Regions from separate parts of the Mus musculus genome. Here region 2 is linked to region 1. A link is a contact called in public Hi-C data. All regions are on one chromosome and are shown on one strand. The core of a region is the stretch at or near the end of the contact, and the rest is flanking DNA. Distances in the headings are between cores, read along the strand shown. Region 1 has its middle 33 kb from the start of Gm35584. Region 2 overlaps Ift80 (intraflagellar transport 80).

What was found. Hi-C and Micro-C count contacts between places; a contact is called where the count stands out from the background.
Region 2: a Hi-C map of Th1 cells shows a contact between it and region 1, with 3 times the contacts expected there. The contact joins two enhancer-like sites. A contact is called at or near these places in 1 of 39 promoter capture datasets (hippocampal neurons), 1 of 15 datasets of contacts at CTCF or cohesin (pro-B cells), 16 of 484 Hi-C or Micro-C datasets (CD4 T cells, CD8 T cells, Th1 cells and 9 more) and 9 of 115 datasets of contacts at active chromatin or transcription factors (CD8 T cells, T-cell acute lymphoblastic leukemia, Th17 cells and 5 more).

What each region holds. Positions count from the first base shown.
Region 1 is chr3:68,792,371-68,796,286 of GRCm38.p6, forward strand. No RefSeq gene overlaps it. Among named protein-coding and RNA genes, the nearest start is that of Gm35584, 33 kb to the left of the region's middle. Within about 2 kb of position 2,176, at least 72 of the 459 cell types and tissues checked have an H3K27ac peak or open chromatin away from gene starts, as enhancers often do. A contact at or near this core is called in CD8 T cells, Th1 cells, Th17 cells and 2 more, where this site is marked.
Region 2 is chr3:68,955,175-68,959,356 of GRCm38.p6, forward strand. All of the region lies in intron 8 of Ift80 (intraflagellar transport 80), which reads right to left. Among named protein-coding and RNA genes, the nearest start is that of Ift80, 47 kb to the right of the region's middle. Within about 2 kb of position 1,412, at least 47 of the 459 cell types and tissues checked have an H3K27ac peak or open chromatin away from gene starts, as enhancers often do. A contact at or near this core is called in CD8 T cells, Th1 cells, Th17 cells and 2 more, where this site is marked.

The sequences.
Region 1 (3,916 bases), core at 926-3,425:
CAAAAGATACTAAAAACGAGGGCACAGGAGTGTGACGAGAATGAGCAGAGGGACAGAGATTAGGTCCTACAAGGGTCCCATCGATTACACAGAGAGAAGAACAGCTCGAGAGTGGCAAATGCTGTTGGAACCACCTTGGTCAGATGGTCCACATCCACATTATCAGTGATGCACAAACAGGCATCCCAACCCCCTGACACAGTGTGGTGGGAGCTGCTTCTATTGCTGAGACTTGTTTGTTCTGTGGTACCAAGAATAGAGCCTGAGGCCTCACTGTGTTATGAGGCGAGTACTCTCCCATCAAGCTACATCTTCAGTATTTGTGTTTATTGCTTGTTTGGTTGGTTGATTTGGTTTTGGACATTGGTTCTTCCTAGATGGCTCAGACTTGACCTTGAACTCTGATCTTATAGTTTTCCCACCCCAGTTGCTGAGATTATAAGCGTATGCCATCACACATGATACCCGTAAAGGATTTTCTTGGCAAATATGTGTAAAGCTATGTATGACTATGAGGGAATGTTACACAAACCAAATGTTAGCTGAAAAGCAAAGTCTTTCAAAAGGTTCGGTGTCTTAAAAGGCAAGGCTAGAAGGAGCTGCCTAGATTAGAGAGCCTAAGAAGCAGACACATACGGCCCTTGATAGAACATGAGGGCCTAGATCTTCATCCTGGTTTAGAAAAGTGGAGTTTACAAAATCTGAAGACATCATCACTGTGGATGTCTGGTTTCGATTCTTGTACTGTGGTTACAAGGTGTTGACATTTAAAAGATTGAAAAGTATGTGGGAGTTTTGCCATCTATTTTAAAATCTGAAAGTGCTTCAAAACTAAAAATTAAAAAAGAAATATCTTCAGACCCTGATAAAATCAGGAGAAAAGAGACACCAGCGCAAACTGAATCAACAAAACGTGATTTAGAATGGCAGGAAATATTTATTCTGTCAATGAACAGGCTTTCTGCAGGCCAGTGGCTGTCATGGAAGTACGGATGCTATTATGAGATAGGAGTCTTAGGAGAATTTAGCAGTGTGCAGTTACACTGTAGAATGCTGTGTTGGAGGTCATGAGAAACTGGACCATAGAAAGAAATGAATAATAAAAACCAGTATGTAAGTCAGGTAGAGGTAACACATGCCTTTAATCCCAGCACTCAGGAGGCAGAGTCAAGTGGATCTCTGAACTCAAGGCTAACCTGGTCTACAAAGTGAATCCCAGGACAGCCAGGACTACACAGAGATACCCTGTCTCAAACAAACAAACAAACAAACAAACAAAAAAGCAAAACAAAACAAAACACCATGATGTGTTAAAGATGGCACCCAACAGCTGGAGGCCTTACAAAGCCTGAGGAAAAAGGGTCCTGTGGAAAGAATGAACCAGTGACAGAGAACAGTCAGGAAAGTGTGGTAGGTAGGGCAGAGAGGGAAGCAGGAAGCTAGAAGTTAGCCAAGGGACAGTCTGAGGCTTTAGAGCATCTGAGAGAATATGGTTAAAGATGTTTAAGTAGCTAAGGTTAGGAATACAGAGAGAGTGTGTATGGCAGGAGCTTCATCCCTGGGAAGGAGGAAGTGAGTTTCTTTGTGGATGCCTAAGCTGAGGGTCTGAGTCTCTGAGAATGAGACAGAGACGGAGCTGGAGAACACTGGGGTCACACTGAATGTAAAGAAGGAAAATGATAGTTTCTTGGAAGGCAGGAGAGGGTATTGACTTGTCAGCCAGTGTTACCTTGGCAACAAGGAGGTAGCAAGCAGAGCAGAAAGGCTGTAACCAATGATGTAAGAACTACACAGGCAGGGTCTGGGAGCTGAGCACATATGCTGGACTGGTGTTGGTGTTCTTTTCTCTTTCTCCCTCCCAGGTCACAGCTGAACCACAGTGTGCAGCCACAGCAATGGGAGAATCCTCAGGACCTCGGGATGGATTCCACTTTGCTTTACCCAAGAAAAGCTCTAATAAAAGGCCTGCATCTCAGAAAGCCCAAGCCCAGAGCCAAGGCCTATTTTGGTCTCTATTATCCAGTCTGAAGTGATTTGGTTACAGGCAATATTAACTGTTACACTCTATAGCATCTTTCCTAAACAGATTAACTCAGAGAGCTTTTCTCTCCCTCGAAATGCTGATGGAAAAGCTGTGTGCATTGGCTACAGAGTAACACTTCCTGTGAGTGGCAGCTGTGAGCACACGGAGAGAAACCAGGAAGTGGAACTAAAGTCTCTTTCCTGGGACAGTGCTTCAGACTTGGAGAGCCGATTCAATGAAGCAACCAAGCCCAGCAAAAGGGGGAATACAAGTGGCCTGAACCCAAGACAAATAATTCCACACTAGAGACAAACTTTTACCAATTAAGTGGTGCTCGAATAATTAGCCAGCACTAAGTCAAGATGCTGACCTATCTGAGGGAGTGTGTGTGCAGAGAGTGTGTCAGCATGCAGAGAGAGTGTGTCAGTATGCAGAGTGTGTCAGCATGCAGAGAGAGTCTATGAGTGTGCAATGTGTGAGGGGAGGGGCAAATGCTACAACATGAAGCATCTGTGGATAAGTAGAATTTTAATTATTTTAATAATAATAAATTATTGATAATTTTAATTATTTTCTTTCCTTTTATTGAAACAGGTTTTTTTTTCTTACCTAATATATCCTTATTATGGTTTTCCCCTCCATCAACTTCTCTTTACTTCCCCTCCCATCTAGATCCCCTCTTCTGTCTCTTATTAGAAAATTAATAGGCTTCTAAGGGATTACAATAAAACAAGAGAAAACAAAAACTGACACATCAGAATAGAGCAGAACAAACAGAAGAAAAAGAGCCCAAGAAAAAGTGCAAAAGGCAGATACAAACATAGATAACCACTTGCTTTCACACTCAGAAATCCCATAAAAACACTAAACTAGAAGTCATAATATATGTGCAAAGGACCTGTATGGTATATATGATGATTTGTATATGCTTGGCCCAGGGAGTGGCACTATTTGGAAGTGTGGCCTTGTTGGAGTAGGTGTGTCACTGTGGGTGTGGGCTTTAAGACCCTAGTCCTAGCTGCCTGGAAGTCAGTCTTCCACTAGCAGCCTTCTGATGAAGATGTAGAACTCTCTGCTCTGCCTGTACCATGCCTGAATGCTGCTATGTTCCCACTTTGGCAATAATGGACTGAACCTCTGAATCTGTAAGCCAGTCCCAATTAAATGTTGTCCTTATTATAAGAGTTGCCTTGGTCATGATGTCTGTTCACAGCAATAAAACCCTAAGACAGCATATATATGTATATATATATGTATGGGTCACACACACACACACACACACACACACACACACACACACACTCACTGGTAAATTTAGAAACAATGTAAAGCCCTGACACACATAATTAGACAAGGAACCCCTAAAGCTGCCACCGAGTTTATTTTTGTTGGCATCTCCCACTGGGCATGCTGCCTAGCTTTAAGAGTAGTTTGTTTACCCAGTGAAACGCCCTTGGCCTAAATTCAATTTTCATTTGCCAGTGGTTATCAACAGGACACTGCTTCTGGGCTAGGGATGCAGGCATGTGTCCACTTCTCCTTTCAGCTCTAGGCCCCCATCCAGTGCACACCTGTGCAGGCCCTCTGCATGCTGCCCGATTTCTGTGAGTTCATAGATACATGAATCTTTTGATGTAGAGGGCCTTGTTCTCTTGGTGGCCTTCATTCCCATGGGCTCCTAGACTCTTCCCACCTCCTGTTCCTCAGATATCTCTGATCCCTGAGGGAAGGGATCTAACGGAGACATCCCACTTAGGGGTGGGAATTCTGAGCTCTTCACTCTCTGCACACTGTCTGGCTGTGGCTCTCTGTATTTGTTCCCAACTGCTGCAGGAGGAAGCTTCTCTGATGATGGCTGAGCAAGGCACTGATCTGTGAGTGGAGCAGAATGAC
Region 2 (4,182 bases), core at 162-2,661, 160 kb after region 1:
ACCCAGTATAGTGTTCTGGCCTCTGCAGGCTCCCACACACATGTGGCATACACACACATAGATACACACATATACATAAACAGCTAAAAGTAATGCTCTTTCCTGGCTTAACTTTTTGTTCTTTTATTTATTTATTTTGGTGTGCACACATGGTGCTCCCGTGGAGGGGAGAAGACAACTGAGTTGATTCTCTCCCTCTGCCATGTGGGTCTTGGGGATCCGAGTCAGGTCATCAGGATGGGCAGCAAGGACCACACCTGCTTGATATCAGCGAACATTTTATATTTTCTTGAATGCATAACAGCTGTGTCAAAGTGTCAAATTATACTTGAGAAAACCTAAAGTGGATAATGCTTCTATCCATGTGCTACAAAGGAAGGCCATTTTCACATTTTCTGGGGAGTCAAAAATGTATTGCTTTGTCAATTTTAGATGCATAAAACTTGTTACTGAAAAGATAGTATTTCGGAGTTCTGGAGTATTTCTACTTAACTTCAGACTTCTAATTGGGTTCCTTTGGTTGGGTGTTGTGTGCCTTTAATCCGAGCACACGGAGAGCAGAGCCTGGCAGAGCTCGCTCAGTCCGAGACCAGTCTAGTCAACAAGCACTACACAATGGACCCAGGCTCACTGTCTCAAAATGTTTCTGTTGATTTATCAACATTTCTTTAATTATTTTGAGCACATGGCCTCTGTGTAACAGGCTCAGTGCTGGATATCTTAGGAATGGTTTTTGTCACCTTTTTTCCCCCTAAGAATGGGCCATTGTATTCCACTTTTTAGTATGTCTTATATCTTGAGGGTTTTTTGTGTTTTGAAAACTCATTTTTTCTTTTCTTTTAAAAACTGGATATTTCAATACCACCATGTGAATAACTCTGGAAAACAGACTCCTGATTCAGTCTGTGTACTTGCCTGATAGGAACAGCAGTCACCTGCCCATTTAGAGACTTTTCCAGACTGTTAGCCCAGAGACTATTCCTCTCCTGTCTGGTAACTGAAGTCTTCACTGTGGTATTCAACAGTCAGCCAATGACCTGACATAGCCAAACAGAAAGACAACGGCTACCATCCAACCTCTGCCCAGCTGGCTGTGCCTGGGGCACTCCCGTAACACCAAAGCACCACCATCAGGAACTCTGATGTGGCCTCTCCAGTTTGTGAATCACCCACAAGCCACCATCGACAGATGCTGCCTATCTTCCCTGGTCTCCTCATGTGTGTCTGACGCTGGCTTGTATGGTATAAACGATGGATTCCTCAGGAAAAATGAGAGCCCACTAAAGCCCTTGTTCTTTATCTCTCTTCCCCTCTTTCCTAGGTTTCTTTGGGATCAGTCTACTCCCTCCTTCATCTGCCACCCCTCACTCAATTGACTGCTGGTAGCCATTTGAGGAAGGAAGGCAGGCAGGCAGGCAGGCAGGCAGGCAGGCAGACCTTTTCGGTTAAGCACAAGCTTCCTTTCACATTCTTAACGAGCTGCAGGCAATGCATTTTAGGAAAACAGAACAACTGCCAATCAGCTTCCTACTCACAGATGCTCATTCCTCATTTTGCTAGAATACTACTATGATAAACCTGAGGTATATGTTATACAAACTCAGCATGCGTGCACAGTATCTATCAACGTCAACTGCTATAGGCAGGGTTCAGAGCAGAGCTGGCAGAGTGCTTGTTAGACATGCACAAAGCCCCAGCCCCACAAAGGCTGGCCACAACCCTGGCCAGAGTTTATCCCTAAACAGGGACAAGGGAAGGGAAGGGAGGAAAACAAATGCATGGACCAAAGACAAGCTAGAAGAGGACCACCCATAGCACACTCCCGTAAGTAACTCCAGTGAACTCACTGGCTAAGCAAGACCGACCTGGGTGGATCCTTTCCTTGGTCTGTTTACACTGTCATCTGGGGTGAGTAGATGTTTGTTTTGTGTTTCTCCAGGGGAGGGGGAAAAAAAATCACACAGCAAGTACTTCCCAATCAGCACTGTAAAAGCTGCCCTGGGCCCACGGTCCGCACTAAGAGCCACAAAGCAGCAGCTTCCAGCCTCCTTCTGATCGGAAATAAGATCATGAAGAGGTGGAGCTGGGAAAGGGGATTCTTGACAACTAGGTATTCAAGACCAAGGAGCACGCTCAAGCAACCCCTACACAAAAATGACCAGAACAAGAAAGAGTCTAAGCCTAAGGTAAGATTTCACTTAAGCACATTACAATTAGGGCTCCAAGAGCCCACAGTTCTGGACTCAAAGGCCTTAGTGGGAAGCTTATTATTCCACTAAACAGACATCAAGCTGCCCCCTAAATCTTTAGACCCATCAACTGTTTTTGTGCAGCTCTGAGACCTCCTGTGAGAAGTTTCGTCATGCAGTTAATGCTGAAACTCACAACTGGTTAACTAACATGAAGAAAGTGTCTGTGGTGTGCCCAGCCACAAATGGGACAGCTGTGTAACACTCCTTTCCCCAAAGGCTCCGGACCGTTGTGAAATAGGGGACAAAAAGACTGTAAGAGCCAGAAGTTGGGGAAGACTGGAGTGCAGCAGTGTCTTCTAGTCCTTCTTGGACAACTGCATTAATGGGCACAAGGCAATTGTGGTTATCTACACAAGATAGGTCTGCAGAAGAGCAAGCCAACTGACACTCCAACCTGCATGCAGGGCTCATGGACTCCCACTTTAGCTAAGGAGCCACTTCCACCGATGCTTCTAGGCGGGGAGAGTCCATTTTCTTTGTGAATGGAGCCCCCGGAGGCTGACCACGCTGCAGAGGACAGCCGCCCAAACCCTCAGTATAGGAACAGTACAAACTGGGCTTAGTAGGCTACTTGAAAATACTTCTTAAGGGGCTTAGAGAGATGGTTCGAGCAGTTAAGAGTGCTGGTGTTAAGAGTGCTCGTTACTCTTTAGAAGACCTGAGTTCGATTTCAAGCACGTGCATAGCAGCTCACAACTGTCTGTAGGTCCACTTTCAGGACATCTGGCACCCTCACACAGACAAAACACCAATGCACATGAAATAAAAAACAAATCGTTTTTTAAAAAGTCCTTTTAAAACTTTCATAGCCAGGAGGCGGTGGTCTACACCTTTAATCCCGGAGTTCAGCAGGCAGAGGTAGGTGTATTTCTGTGAGTTCAATGCCAATCTGGTCTACACAGCTAGTTCCAGGACAACCGAGGCTACACAAAGAAGCCCCATCTCAAAAAATAAAAAAATAAATATAAGTAAATAAATAAATGTAAAAGATAAAATAAAATTTAAAATATAGAGCCCAAGAACATACCTTTTAGCAACACCCAAAGAGCGCTCATGTACACTAAATTTGGGTAACTTGATTATTGTAATGTTCAAACAAAGTATCAATCAAAATAACAAAAAGTTAGAGTAATTTATGTCATATTATGTCATATTCAATTTACATCATATTAGGGGGTTATCTTCAAGGAATTCATGGCTCTTCCCAAATAGCAAAGACGTCTCTCCTGAACCAACTCCTTGACAGCTCTCCGCACTACTCCATTATTCAGACCAACAGCCTAGGCACTCTGCTTCTCTTCTATCTCGTTTCTAATCTGTCCCCACACTGACCTCAGAGTCAAAATGACCTCTATTTCAAAATGTCCAATCTCTTATAGGTCACTTCTAAAAATCAGTAACTTACCCTTGTCCCCCCACTAGAGTCCAGACTGCTGCCCCGTGCTAAGCTCTGTCTGTGTAGCCTATGACCCTGTGACTTGGCTTGGCTTACCATTCTCTAGATCACTGTTACTTTGCTATCACCGCAGTACTTCCAATATTTGAGCCCCAGTGTGTTACTACCTCCATCCTGATGCTTTATAGACACTAGCACACCATGCTGGCTTTTAACTTCACTTTGCCAGAGGTTCAAAACCTCAGAGCAGATGCTCTCACAGTAAGCCAAGTCAACATGGGGCTGTCTCTGGCTGCAGGAGAAAGACACTCTGATCTTAGCCTTGCCTTTCTCACTCTGCAGCAATCCCTGAGGGCTGCACAGAAAAGCATTACATCTTCAAGGTCTAAACTATCCTCTTCCATACAGCCTAGCGGGCATGTTTGGTGAATAACTTGTCTATATCAACCCCTGATAATATCCTATGCAAGGTCTACTGACTGCACAAAAACTGCTGTACTCTTTCACATTTGGAGACACGAGAAGTTCCTCTTG